Linked DNA regions of Sus scrofa: region 1 is linked to region 2. Evidence: chromatin contacts called from public Hi-C data. All regions are on one chromosome and are shown on one strand. Each heading gives the region's core, a stretch centred on a gene start, on an enhancer-like site or on the middle of the called end of the contact. The rest is flanking DNA. Distances are from core to core; before and after follow the strand shown.

Region 1 (7,057 bases), core at 809-3,308, 180 kb before region 2:
TGCCGGATCGTTAACCCACTGAGCAAGGGCAGGGACCGAACCCGCAACCTCATGGTTCCTAGTCGGATTCGTTAACCACTGCGCCATGACGGGAACTCCTGGAAACTATTTCTATAATGACTGGGAAAAATCATTGCTGACTGACAAGTTAAATTTTCTAGATATACAGAAAAGCAGTATTGCTTATATAAGGATTATGTGAATTTAGCAAAAATGTCATGACGGTAAGTTGTTCAGTAATAGATGGTGTTTAAACATTTAAAATCAATCAATTTTTTAGAAAGTTTTCAATCTAATTTTCGTTAAAATTGATTAAATTACTTATGAAAAGAAAGCAATACTCCATGAATCCAAGATAGAAACTAAAGAACTAATGAATGGTAAAAAAGCAAAGGAGTTCCTGTTGTGGCTAAGCAGAAATGAATCCAACTAGTATCCTTGAGGATGCGGGTTTGAGCCCTGGTCCTATGCCATGGGTGAACAATCCAGTGTTGCTGTGGCTGTGGTTGTAGGCCTGCAGCTATAGCTCCAATTCGACCCCTAGCCAGGTAACTTCCATATGCTGTAGCTGCAATCCTTTAAAAAAAAAAAAAAAAAGGATTAATGCACTGGTTAGGGAAAAAAGGGCATTTTAAAATTCTGAAAAGATCAAATAGTTTTAATACTAAGTGAAAAATGGCTATCTGTCTACATGCTTTGTGCATTTATTTAACTAACAGCCTCTACTAGGATAACTAGGATAAGCTGGTGGTAGTTATTTTCTACCTATCTATAAGACCCTAAATTTCAGTTAATGAAACAACTGACATTTAATAACTAGAAGTTAGAGAATGTACACACTTCCCCTACTAAAATTTATTGCTGGTAATTTAAAAATAAAATCATAAAAGATAAAGTCTGCTCAACACTGAGCATAAAAGGAGTTCCCTTGTGGCACAGTGGATTAAGGATTTGGCCCTGTCACTGCAGCAGCTCAGGTCACTGCTGGGGTGCAAGTTCAATCCATGGCCAGGAACTTCCACATGCCATGGGTGCAGCCAAAAAAAAAAGTAAATAAATAAAAAAATAAAAAGAATCTTCTCTTTAAAGACAAACAAAACACCATAGGCGTTCCCACTGTGGCTCAGTGGGTTAAGGATCCATTTTTGCCACGAGGTACTGACTAGGTCTCAGATGATACTTGGATCCGATGTTGTGCAGCTCCAATCTGATCCCTTGCCCTGGAACTTCCATATGCTGCAGGTGTGGCTGTAAAAAAAAAAAAAAAAAGAAAAAAAAAGAAAGAAAGGAAACACCACAGATTAATTTAAAAAAACAAAAACAAAAGATACTGAGAAAAAAAATCATTTGGTGGTAACAAAATCATTTGGTGGAGAAAAGAACATTTCTGACATATCTGAATACAGGTACTAGTATACCTAATCTCATGTAACATTATATTTCAAAAAAAATTTTAACACTAAAATTTTAAACCTATAAAGCAAAAAGGAAAGAATTTCCTTTCAAGGGCTGACTTGCCTTAGAAACTCTGACATGTAATAGTTTTGCTAATGTTTTACTTTCTTACTTATTCCTGTGACATATGGACTCAACCAACGTCCAACCTGGGCTCTGCTCTTTGGCAGCCTAAAATGCCATCAGGGAATTTGGCTGGCTCCATAATCTCTACTTCTTTCTTTGCAGAGGCACTTCTAGTCCACTTATTAAATGCTCTGCTCCCAAGCTCTGACATAGTTGGCTGCTATAGATAGTACTTATTTAGAGTAAAAGGGAAAGGTCACGACTACAGAACAGAGATCATTCACTGCAAACATAATAAACAAGGCCTACAATAGGACAGCTGGAAGTTTAATATACTTCACAGCTATTCTGTAGTTTTTCCTTCCTTTATTTCAATCAAATGCCAACTTAACATTTTAGACAATGAAGAAAATGACCCCCCAAAACATTTAAACCTAATCAAAGATAGTTTGTTATTTACCAGGTCACTTCACAGCTAGTGAACTACGTAATATATATAACACAAGAAACTAAAATTAGCCTGGAATCTCACTGCATGGAATCTCTACTTAAGTGCAATCTCTTCCATTCACCCAAATTAGTATCATGACTTCCGCCATTTGCTGGCTTAAGTATTAAGAACAGTTTAGGAAGTATTTTCTGTTGAATAAAGATTTTCTATATGCTCTTGATCAACCCAGATATTCTGACAAACACTTTTCAAAGAGGACTTCTTAAAATAAAGTTTTTCTATCAAAACACTACTTTTTTGACTCAATGTTCCAGCCAAACCTGAAGTACTCTGTAGCAGATAAGGCGCAGCAGGAAAAATAAATATATTTGAGCACTTAAAAATATTAAATACCATAGTAACAAGATTTCCAAACCATTGATGGGCGAGTTCATGTCCTACAACCAGAGCAACCCACTGGCGTGATGAAGAACAGGAGTTTTTTGGATCAATAAGCAATGCAGTCTCCCTGTGTTTAAAAAAAAATTTTTTTTAAATAAAAGCATTGTAAGAAAAGCTGGCATGCATAAGTGGGGGAGGGAGATTTAAACAGTAGGTTAAGATGGTCATGTCAGGCTTTAGAGATACCAAGAAAACATTTCTTCAGAGTACACAGGATAGAAAAAGTTCTGGGAAGATTAAAGACCAATTTAATAGAATTTATACAACAGAAAATCAAAGATTGACACGAGTTTAATTATCAGTTTGTTTATTGGACAGCTGCCTGAAATTTTAGAAAAACTTTGTCTAAAGATTAAGGACTGTTGTGCTAGACAGACAGAGAAGACAGTCCTTCCATTAAAAGCAGAGGAGTGGCAAGTGGGGGGAAGATGCATTCCACAGTCCCCAAAAGAAGGCTGAGCAGGCTGTCTAAAACTTAGCTCACCGAAGAAGGCGACTGAAAGTAGAAGGCAAAATCTTGTTTACAGTCACTGCTCTCAAAATTATACAACCCACATGTTTGCACTGTGGTGACAGACATGTAAAAACTTGGCTATTAAGTCAGGGAAAGTTCCTCAAGCTGGATATATAACTATGTAATTACTAGGAGGAAGAGAAGGCATTGAAATGAGAAACTCAGCCAAAAATACATCTACAAATGTTACTAATGCCAGATGCTCACTTTAAAATCTTACACTCTCAGAGAGTAGCACCAGACGGTGTTCATCTGCATTCTTGAAATGTTCACGGAAGTAGGGGGAGGTAGGAAAATTTACGGCAGATCATAAGGCAGAAGCCACTCAACTGTATTTAGGAGTGAAGCTCTCACAAAATCAGTGATTTAAAAGATAAGGCAGGGTAACGCATCTTTAACGTACCTATAAGTAACAAGGCCCCAGTTCTCCATGGCACCTTCATAAAATAAATATAAACATGTATTGATATTTATACACGTCTTCAAAATTATAAAATTCAAAGTTATTACAATTCATCAATAAAACGAAATTTACTTTACCAGCTGCAAAGTCTGCAATAGCAATGAGATCAATTTTAGGTAGGGGATAAGGAACATTGAAGTAATCCTTATAAAAAGGCAGAGTTTTAGCAGCAACCTATAAAGTATAAACAAAAGAACCATGTGATAAATATCTTACTGTCATTCATATAGAAATCCACAAAGGAGTCCTGTTGCAAGCCAAATATCTTAAGTTACTAGAAACCAACCCTGGGGACCCCCACCTCCAAAGACGGCCTCAGCCCTACTTTAATCCATTTATAACTCAGTATGAAAACTATAATTACATATTTTCCCACCTACTCTCTGGATAAATTCCATTCTAATATTCTCTTAATCATTATCTTGTAAAATGCTAATACAACACCAAAGTTGCTATATCCAAGATTCTATTAAAAACAAAAGTAGCACAACAAATTTCAGATTAAATTATAAGTAATTGCACTAATAATTGATCAGAAATGTAAATTCCCCAACCTGGAGTTATGGACTGTTGGAACAATCCTCTTCAAGTACATTTACCTCTAACGCAAATTTTCCTTGCTCTGCTTTGCCAACAGGGGTGTAAACACGGACACACACACCATCTTTTGACCTTGTTTCTACAAAGTCATATTCACCCACAACAAATGCCACCAGATATGTAGACATGACAGGTGTGCGGGCAAACTTCACTTCCACTACATTTTCATCATCAGGGTATGGTTTCCGATCAATTACATTCTTTAAACAAAAAGAAAGAAAGAAAATTTAAACAGATTCACATTATATACCTTAGAGAAAACACTAGCCAAAAACTGTAGGCATTGTTGCCTTTTGTTCCCTCTTTCCAGCACTGCTTACTTCTCTATCCTAATCCATCCAGTGCTTTTATGCTGTCAAGATCTTTCCTATTTAGAAGGAAAGAGATCTGATAAAGCATTCATACTGGGAAGTCGAAGCCTAAATTATTAAAACCACCAAGGATTTGTAAGAAAAACACAGCAACTTTTCCTGAACACCTATAAACATGCCAGGTTCTGGGATGTTTTAAGACTGCAATACTTTTCAAGTGAACTAAGGATAGAAGACAACAAATATTAATGAAAATAAAATGTAATTGTGGAAGGAGACATCTCAAAGGGTACAGATTTCTAGACTTTTAGAGCATTCTCAGTACTAAGACTGGCTCTAAGCAAATTTGTGACAAAATCTCCACTTTACCTTTGAAGTCCCTAATTTCCCTTCAGTATTCTCCCTCTCTTTCCTGTTCAGGCTCTCAATTTCCTCAAGTTCTCACTATTCTTTCTTGCAAGTAAGACTTATTCAAGAACTGATCTGATAATTTCATTCACACTAAATTGTAAATGAACATTTCAGTTTACTATATATTAGCTTCCTAAGAATATTTTGAGAATAGAATCTATGGCATTCTCGCCACTAATAAAGGAGACAAAAGTCAGTTATTTCCAGGTACAGCAGGCATTTCTAAGTTCCCTAGACTCATATTATAGGCTATAGGCTACTCTGTGTCTGGAAGGCAGGCTTAGATACTACACTTCAAGTAGTGAATGCTTACTCTATTATGAATGAGGATTAATGACATCATGAAGGGAGCATATTCCAAGAATACAATCAGCAAAAAAGCTAAATATACTTCATTATGTGGCTATGTCTTTTGGCATTTAATAAGAATATTAGATTTTTTCTTACAGATAATATTTATTAAACTCATTGCTTATTTAGTTTTCCAAATTAAAGCAGGTAGGTGATCTTGTAAGGAATTTCTTCCAGGAGGAGGGAAACTCCCTCAAATAAAGCAATAAAGAAAAAGAGGGCTTTAAAAAATAATAATAATAATAAAAAAAAGAGGGCTTACCAGAAATAAAGAAAACTAACATTTGTATTCTAATTATGTGTTAAGCATTATGCTGGGTGGTTTCATGTTGTACCAACTAATCAGCAAACTAAGTATACGAAATGCTTACCCAAAATATAAATTACTCATAAACACATACATACCATGTTTGATAAAGCTACTCTGTCTTTAGGAACAACCAATGAGATATCAAAAGTTGCTTTGATGGCAGGCTCATCCCAGCAAGGAAAAGCTCTCCGGGCATCAGTAGCCTTAAGAAAAGAATAGGAAATATAAAATATCATTGAATCAACCTACCAGACTATTTCAAGAAGTAACAGCCATTTCCTTCTATCATTCATTCACTTCTTCAAATATTTATTTTCTACTCAGGGCCAGGCAACAAGCTAAGCACTGACTACAAAGAAAACACAAGGCTTACCATCACTGCCACATCAGCATTATCCAGGAACTACGTCTGCTATACAGCATACCAATTTATAGTATTAGAGTAACTGACAATTATATTTTTTAATAAAACACTTCAAGATTTCAAACTTAACGCAAATGGCTTCATCTATAATATTAACACAACACACAGCACAGGAAGGTCAATAGTATACTACTGTAAAGATTCACAACTGGGAAAATATGACTTATTGCCTCACTGGCTTTTATCTCAAAAAAAAAAGAAAATATTTTCAGAATCTTCAATGTGCTTTGTTCTTTACCTGAAATGGTAGCACTAGGAATAAAGAAAGATGCTCTTATCAGTTCCAAACAGGCTATTTATCTAATGGCATTTCTATATACAACACATAAAACTGTCATCACCTGACCTACTTTATTTAAAGAGACTTCAATCTTTCTTTAAAAACAAAAAAAGAGCAAACTTGCCAAAGCAAAATAAAATTTAATGGTGCAGTAGAATATCAATTATAAAAGAATCCTTTTTTTTTTTTGTCTTTTTGTCTTTTTTTTTTCTTTTTTTTGTTGTTTGTTGTTGTTGTTATTGTTGCTATTTCTTGGGCCGCTCCCGCGGCATATGGAGGTTCCCAGGCTAGGGGTTGAATCGGAGCTGTAGCCACCGGCCTACGCCAGAGCCATAGCAACGCGGGATCCGAGCCGCGTCTGCAACCTACACCACAGCTCACGGCAATGCCGGATCGTTAACCCACTGAGCAAGGGCAGGGACCGAACCCGCAACCTCATGGTTCCTAGTCGGATTCATTAACCACTGCGCCACGACGGGAACTCCGAAAGAATCTTTAATAAAACAGAAATAGAACCATTGATAAGATTCTGTATCTTAAAAAGAAGTAACAAAACATGCAGAGGTAGAAAAAAAAATTTTTTTCCTTCTGAAAAAAAATTTCTCCAAGGGAAAAATGTTAGATAGCTGACTGCACTCTCAAATAAACAAATTATGAATTCTATTAAAGGACAAAGACATTTGGAAAAGTAAACAGAGTATAAGGAAAAAAATGGGAGCATAGAAAAATTTAAATTACGAACAGCAGCAGTAATAAATGAATGAATTTATACTAGAGGAAATTAAATGAAAGACACAATAATCTTAAGATTCTATCTTGTATAACTGAAATATTCTAATATGAGAACTTAAATGTTTTCATACACACACAAAAAGGTAAATATGTGAGGTGATCAATGTGTTCATTAACCCCTGGGAGTTATTAAGTCATGCTGTACACTTTAAACATCTTACAATTTTATTTGTCGATTATATCTCAAT
Region 2 (7,308 bases), core at 1,417-3,916:
TGGTGGTGGGGCGAGGCTGGGCTAAAATATTCCTGAACATTTATCCCCGGCCCTCTTCTGCTGCCCGCTCTTGTAATGAATGCCCTGTCCCCTTGGGGACCCTGGCCCGTGACACATCCTCCGCATGGCCCTGGCCTGTAAGACAAGCCCCCTTTCTCCAGGTGGAGGAGGAGGAAGCCTTTGTTCTCTTGGCTCCCAGGCAGAGTGGGGGGAGCTGAGGCAGACACCCTGGGTGGGGGCACCCTCACACCCCACCCCCACCTCCACTGCCTTGCTGGCGCCTAATGGGACCCTCGCCCCAGGGGGATGCCAGGACCTCCTGGCACTGGGAGCCCAGACCTGTCTCAGTGTCTGCCTAGGGTTTTCATTTAATTCTATAAATATGTACTACTTGGTGCAGGCCCTGCCTGGCCGAGTTCTCCTGAGCTCTCCCATCCCAACCTTCTCTGGGGGATTTTGCCTTTTGTCTCCAGGATGCGTGCAAGGAAGCAGACACAGAGACCCGCAGCCCCAGGCCGGCTGGTGAAGGGCCCACTGGGGGCCCCGGAGTCAACGTGGCTGGCATCTGAGTCTCTCATCATCTCCCGCCCCCCATGAGGCGGTGCCCTCCCTCTGCGGAGGCTCCTGCAATGATGTCCTAGTTGCATCATGTCTGCCTCCTGCTTCAAAGGCAGTTGTGACTCTTTGGGGACGGGGCTGACCCTGGGTGAGGGGCTTCAGGAGGGCGGCCGGGAGCCACAGGAAGGAGTCCCCTCTTGGGCTGGGAATCCTGGGTCTGGCACCCACAGGCCCCTTGCTTCTGCCCTGCTGCCCTGCCCTCCCCACCCCCAGCGCCCACTTCTCTCTCTCAGGGCCTTGCAGCCTCAGCTGCACCAGGCCTGGATTGCATCATTCTTGGCTTTGTTCGCAGAGCAGCAGGTGGAGGAGTGGGGCCTGCTGCCCACCGCCCCCCTTCCCTCTCATCTCCTTCTACACCCTCCTGGGTAACCCTCCTCCTTACCCGGGGAGTTGTCCGCCTTACCCGGTGGCTCTCAGCTCTCCTCCCACCTTCTCCTGCTCCCCAGGGAGCCCGGAAGGCGACAGAAGCAAAGAGAAGGAGGCTGGGGAGGCAGGGATTGGCACCAGGCTGGAAACCGCCCTTCATTCTGTTCTGCACCCAGCTAAAGGCAGGTGCTGCCCTCAAAAGCAGCACCTGGTTGTCACCAGCAAAGTCAGAAACGGTCACCTGCTGAACTAAAGGTAATAATAATCAGCGTAAGAGGAAATCATTCAGCTTCTTTATGGAAGGTATTTAACTTGTATTGATGATTTCGGTATGTGCCCATTAGAGGACCAAGCGCTTAACACTCGCATCTCATTTAATCTTTCATCAGCCCCTGGAGGGGGTGCTGTTATGCCTCCTGGTTTCCCCTGATGAGGAAGCTGGAGCTCAGAGAGGTGAGAATACCTGCCCACAGAGCTACTAAATTTCGGCAGATCTGCGGCTTGGAGCTTAGCCTGTCCTCCTCCAGTGTAACTCAAAGCTTTTCAGTGAGATGGAAAATCTGATGCCGGCTCGACTTGGACATTTTTTACCGTCTGAAAAGAGATTTTTGCCCAAGACACTCATCAAGAGATAAGACTGTCCTCCCCCCCCTCCCTTTTTTTTCCCCAGCAATGGAAGCCTGTGGAAGTTCCGAGGCCTGGGATTGAACCCAAGCCACAGTAGTGTGACAGCACTAGACCCTTTAACTGCTAAGCCACCAGGGAACTCCAAGGCTGTCTTCTTTTAATCTTATGAAGGAGATAAAAGAAGACATACATCCAATGACCTGAGCTGGGCCCTGTCCCTGCCCCACTGCTGCCCCTTGGAGGTAAAGCTGTGGCTGAAGGTTCTGACCCATGTCCAGTGTAGAAACAGAAATCAGAGTAGGAGCTTATCAGAGATCCGGGCTGCCAGGGAAGAGGGAGGACTGGGGTGGTTGCACATGTGGACCCTGCAGGCTGGGGTAAAGATGCTGGGCAGTACCACCCCTTCTGTTCACTGGGATTCTCTGCTTATGAAGCTTCCTGTAGTGCTCAGGGTGCATTGATAAAATAGTTTTGGGGTCTAGCAATCTAGCCACCATGACTTTGGCTAGTAGGAGTCTACTCCTCAGGGCCAGATCAGCATCTTTGGGGACAGACAATTCTCGACCCTGCAAAGTCCCAGGCCAGACCTTAGCCCTGGGCAAGCAGCAGCTGATTCAGAGACCAGAATGGGTGGCCACTGTCACTGGGCCACCTCCTCTTCCTCGTTTTCACTTCCAGTGGCTGCTTCAGCCCGGAAAGAAAACCAGAGGGAAAGCAACTGGGAAGAATGGAGCCTGCCTTCCGTAGCCCTGGGCCCAGCTCCACCAGGGCTTGGGAGAGACCGGGTCAGGGGGACCGTGCTTGCTGGCTAGCATTCTTCTCTGTCTCCTGTCTCTTTAGCCCAGGACAGATTCCATCTGAAGGGACAAAGGGCCTCATTGACCCCATAGCCTTGTGACCCCACCCAAGTCTGTCGCTCCCCTCCCTGGGCAGCCAGCAGGGCACCCAGTTGGGTAGCAGACCGGGGCCACGAGGCCGCTGAGAGGCCATGGCAGGGAAGCCAAGAGAGGCCGCAGCCAGCTGGGCGGGGAAGACTGGGAGTGTGTGGGCAGCGCCCAACAGATCCCTGAGGGGAGGGGTGGCCGAGACTGCTGGCTGCAGTCCCAGGAGCAGAGCAGCACATACTCTGCAGGGCCAAAGCACGGGAGGGCTGGGGGGTCCAACCTCAGCCCCAAACTGGGCTGCCTGGGAGCTTGGGGCCCTCCCGGCCTGCATTCCTGCCTTCCTCCCCCTAGCATGCTCCCCACCCCCAGCCTATAAAGCCCCCTTTGTCTGGACCTGCTGAGGATCTTAACTCTCCCCATCTCAGCTTCCAGCCCCCTGCCCCCTCACCCTCGGGTCCCCTTGGTGGTGGCTAGGGCGCCATAAGGAGGGTCCCCTTCATGCCGCCTGGGCACAGGCCCAGGGGGTTTGTGCAGCCAGCCTGATGCCCCCACCCCACTGCCCGCCTCAGGGCAGGTTAATTCCCAGCCTTGTCCACTCCGGGTCTACACACTCCCGCCCTGGGCAGCATGCCTGCCTCTCACGTGCCTGCTCATGTGGTAGCCCCCTTGGTTTGGCCCTGCCCTGAAAGGCGCAGGACGGGGGTGGGGGTGGGGTGGTGGGATGAGGGGTGTGGGGGGCCTGGTGGGTGGTCAGGAGCCACTCCTGATGGGGGAGGGAATATCAGTGGGGGAGGCAGTCTTTTCGCCCCCTTCCTGGCCTTCACCAGAGTTGGTGGCTCCACTGCCCACAGGTCGGGTTCCCAGCTGGTATTGGAGCTTCAGATGACCCTTCTCTGTCACTGGACAAACAGTTCAGCTCCTCCTCCTACTTGGCACATGCCCCGGGCATGGCACACGGTGGGCGACAGGAATCTCCATTCCTGCTCTCCACACCCACCCAAGGGCGTCGGGGAGACATTCGAAGAGAGGCTGGATGAAGAGAGGCTGGATCCCGGCGGCGGGGAGTGGCCCCTCCCTCCCCAGCTCCTGTCCTCATCGGGTCACAGGGCTCAGACTCCTGATCACGGGGTGGGGTCTCCCTGGGGTCCAGGCTCTGTGGGTATCTCTGGCGGGCTCTCAGGTGATCACAGCCGTCTGAGTCATGGGGTCAGCTCTGTCACCAAGCTGCTGCGTGACCTTGGGCGGGCCTCCTCTATGGTCCCCATAAAAAAAGGGCTGGGGCCCCTTCTGACTCTGATCACCTCAGAAGCGAGGAGAGGGGCTGCCCCGAGAGTGGATCTTCTCTGGACTAGCAGTGCCCCCAGGACAGGTGGAAGAGGGGGTGCTGGCAGGATGTGCCCCCTGGGATGTGTGAGGAGTGTGTGTGCATTGTATGTGTGTGATTGAGAGAGAGAGAGAGAGAGAGAGGGAGAGTGTGTGTGTGTGTGTGTATGTGTGTGTGTGAGCGCGCGCGGAGTCTCTACCCGCGGGTGGGGGAGGGAGGGAGGGGCGGGGCGGGGGCGGGGCCTGCGGGGCGGGGCGGGGCGGGGCGGGGGTCTGGGCGGCAGACACCAGGCGCTCCTCGAGCGCACGGGGGCGGCTGGGTGCTGCACCGACCCGGCGCATGGAGGAGCCGCCGCCCCCTGCGCCCCACCGGGCTGGTGCGGCGAGGACGGCATAGCAGTCGGCAGCATGGAGCAGGTCAGCGGGCGCCGGGCGCGGGTGCGTGTCTGCGAGGAGAGGGCGGGGGCGTGAGGACTGGATTGAGGGTGGGGGCGCCAAGAGGGAGGGGGACCGGCCATCGCGGGAGGGGTTGGGGCTCTGGAGCTCCGGGCGGGGCCGGCGCTCTGGAGAGGGAATAGGGCTGGTGTGACACAGAGCTGGTACGCGCGCGCACTCACACAGACATACACACACGCACACACACACACCCGAGTACTCCCCCACCAATGACACTTAGGGAGGTGCTTATCTAGGGCTCGCACGCTGTCTGTCTCCCCACCCCCACTCCCAAAGGAAAGCATTTAGAAGCCCCCCCCCTCCCCACTCAGTAAGGTCCTGGCCCCTTCCAGGATCCTAGCGGGCGCTGCATAATGAAGGAGTGGCAGAAGGTGGGGGTGGCTCTCTGAGGCCATACAACCCGGGACCCTCCAGACCCCCCCTGGTGGGACCTCAAGCTACAACTCCCCCCTCCCCCCACACATCAAGGGGCTTCTCCCAGCCAGGCTTCCCCTCCACTCCCAGTTACAGCAGCTGCAGCAGCTGCTGCCACCATTTCGTGGCAGTGAAAATATGGGGTGGGCTGGGCAGCTTCTCCACGTGCCCCCCAAATACAGACCTGCAGCTCCAGCCAGGCGCCCAGGGGCTGTCTTTCTTTCACACAGCCTCCATGCAGGCACGGGTGGGGGGGTGTCAGGGTGATGGCCCCCTCATGTTAGAGCTCCTCACTCCCTCCACAGAGCTTAGCAAATCCTGGACAAGGTGGGGTCTGTCCCGTTGGGGGGAGGGACTCTATCCCGACTTGTAGCCACTAAGAGGGCCAGTGTCCTGATGTGGGCTGGTGTGAGGGGGCTGCCTTGCTCCCTTCCTAATCCGGATTTGGTGAGAGGTCTTGGGGTGGGTGCACTGAGCTTGTCCACATTCCCAGGTTCTGCCTAAAGCAGTGGCCTGGGGCCCTGGGATCTGAGACCCCTGCCCTTTGCGGCGGAGGGCTTCTTGGGTTGCCTGTGACTGTGGTGAGGAGGGGTGTGGGGAGGGGTAGAGGGTGAGGAGTCAGGGGCTTGGGTGATCCTAATTTTGGGGGGTTGGAGAGGGGCTCTGAGGAGGCGTGAGGGTTCTGGGCATCTTCCTAGGCTGGACCTGATGTGTGGGGAGGGCTGTGGGCTGGTCTAGTCTCCAGACCTGCTGGGCATCTTGGCTGTTAATTTAAATGGCCAGTGGCAGCTCCCTGGAGCATCAAGCCTGGCAGGGGGAAAGGGATTCCATTTGTCATTCTTTGCTGTTGTCATTACAGACTCTACCCTCAACTTCACTCTGAGCACAAAAAAGTGGGGGTTGGGGGGGACAAGACTAAATGCCACTGAATGGCTCACGTTAAAATAGTTAAATATGGAGTTCCCGTCGTGGCGCAGTGGTTAACGAATCCGACTAGGAACCATGAGGTTGCGGGTTCGATCCCTGCCCTTGCTCAGTGGGTCAAGGATCCGGCGTTGCCGTGAGCTGTGGTGGTAGGTTGCAGACTCGGCTCGGATCCCGCGTTGCTGTGGCTCTGGTGTAGGCTGGCAGCTACAGCTCCGATTCGACCCCTAGCCTGGGAACCTCCATATGCCGCGGGAGCAGCCCAAGAAATGACAAAAAAAAAAAAAAAAAATTACCATAAAAATAGTTAAATGTACGTTATGTGAATTTCATCTCCGTTAAAAAAAAAAAAAAAAAAGAAAGAGGGGCAGAGCTGGGGACATCACTACTTTCTGCCTAGACGATTCTAAATGCATCTCACTGGGCCTGCAGCTCGGCCTGGGTTGCTCCTCCATCAGCCTCTTGTACTTCTTCTGGGGCTCCGGGGCTTTCCCCTTTCCCAGGGGCAGAGCCTGGCTCCCCTGTGCCCTGGCATCATCGTGGAAGGGAGGACAGAGCTTGGAGGAGAGTCAGGACATGGGCCTCCTGCCCCAGCCCCATCAGAGGATGCTGGGAGCCCTTGCACATCCGTCCTTTCTGGGCTGCTGTGAAATCCCTGCCAGCTGTGCTGAGCGGTGCCTTTCCAGGTCCTTTCCCTGTGTCCTAAGCTACCTCTGCCGAGAAGCCCAGCAGCCAGCCTGTCCCCTGGGCGTGCGCGCGACACTCCCACCCCTGCCACCCCACCAGGGGACTCTGATGATCAGCACAACCTCGGAGGGGCCCGCGCTGATGCCACCAGCCCCGAGGTTGTGTGGTTGTGTCAGGTGTCACCAGCTTTCTGGATGTGCCGGAAGCATGGTGTGTATGAGGTGCTTCTGAAACCAGAGCTGCTCTCCCCACGCCAGGGGAAGCTCCTATTTTAAGTTTCCCATGTGCCGAGCCCTCTTGTGAAGCAAAGAATCCTTTTATAGTGCAGGGACCGCCCTGATGGGTCTGTTTGGTATGCCTGGATTTTGGCATGTAGGGTTTCCTTAAAGGGGAGCACGCCTGGAATCTCTTGCAGGGGCTGGAATGGCCGGGTGGGGTGGGTGCCAGGGCCGAGGGGCTTGCTCCCCTGTGGTCAGTGCCCTGCCCCTCTTTTCTCTCCAGTGAAGTCCCCTCCCCGCGTCCCCCCCTCCCAGGCTTGGCTCAAGGCCAGACAGAGGAGAGGGGAACAGCTGCCGGGGATTTCCAGAGCTTCCAGGGGGAGGTGGGCGCCACCCCTCCGCTCCTCCTTCTGCCCCTCCCCTCCAACCCTCTCCTCCCTCCTTCTCTTCCCTGCTTCTGTGTTCCCTTCCAATCTCCTCCGGTCCTTTTAACTCCTCTCCTCACCCCCACCCTCCTGAAGGGCAGGGTGACAGGGAGGAGAGGGGAGCAGCCCCTTCTCCGTGCATGGGTGCATGTGCATGTGTGCGCGCGTGCGGGGTAGGGGCGTGGGGGGGGGTGCAGGCAGGGCAGGTGGAGCTGGGAAGGCTCTGAGTGCTTGTGGCAGAAGCAGGGCTGCAGGCCATTCGCTGACAGAATTTCAAAGCCCTCACGCAGAACCATGGAATTTAGCATCCTGGAGCTCCGAGGGACTACCTGGCTTAGCTCCTCCCAGATCACAGACAGAGTAAAA

Evidence for each region. Hi-C and Micro-C count contacts between places; a contact is called where the count stands out from the background.
Region 1: a Hi-C map of heart right ventricle shows a contact between it and region 2, with 4 times the contacts expected there. The contact joins two enhancer-like sites. A contact is called at or near these places in 3 of 47 Hi-C or Micro-C datasets (embryonic fibroblasts and heart right ventricle).

What each region holds. Positions count from the first base shown.
Region 1 is chr12:23,850,357-23,857,413 of Sscrofa11.1, reverse strand. It overlaps NPEPPS (puromycin-sensitive aminopeptidase), which reads right to left. Exons shown (of 23, transcript XM_003131527.5): 5 at 5,469-5,576; 6 at 3,990-4,190; 7 at 3,468-3,564; 8 at 3,331-3,364; 9 at 2,366-2,480. Among named protein-coding and RNA genes, the nearest start is that of NPEPPS, 49 kb to the right of the region's middle. Within about 2 kb of position 2,058, at least 10 of the 83 cell types and tissues checked have an H3K27ac peak or open chromatin away from gene starts, as enhancers often do.
Region 2 is chr12:23,675,434-23,682,741 of Sscrofa11.1, reverse strand. No RefSeq gene overlaps it. Among named protein-coding and RNA genes, the nearest start is that of ARHGAP23, 11 kb to the right of the region's middle. Within about 2 kb of position 2,666, at least 30 of the 83 cell types and tissues checked have an H3K27ac peak or open chromatin away from gene starts, as enhancers often do.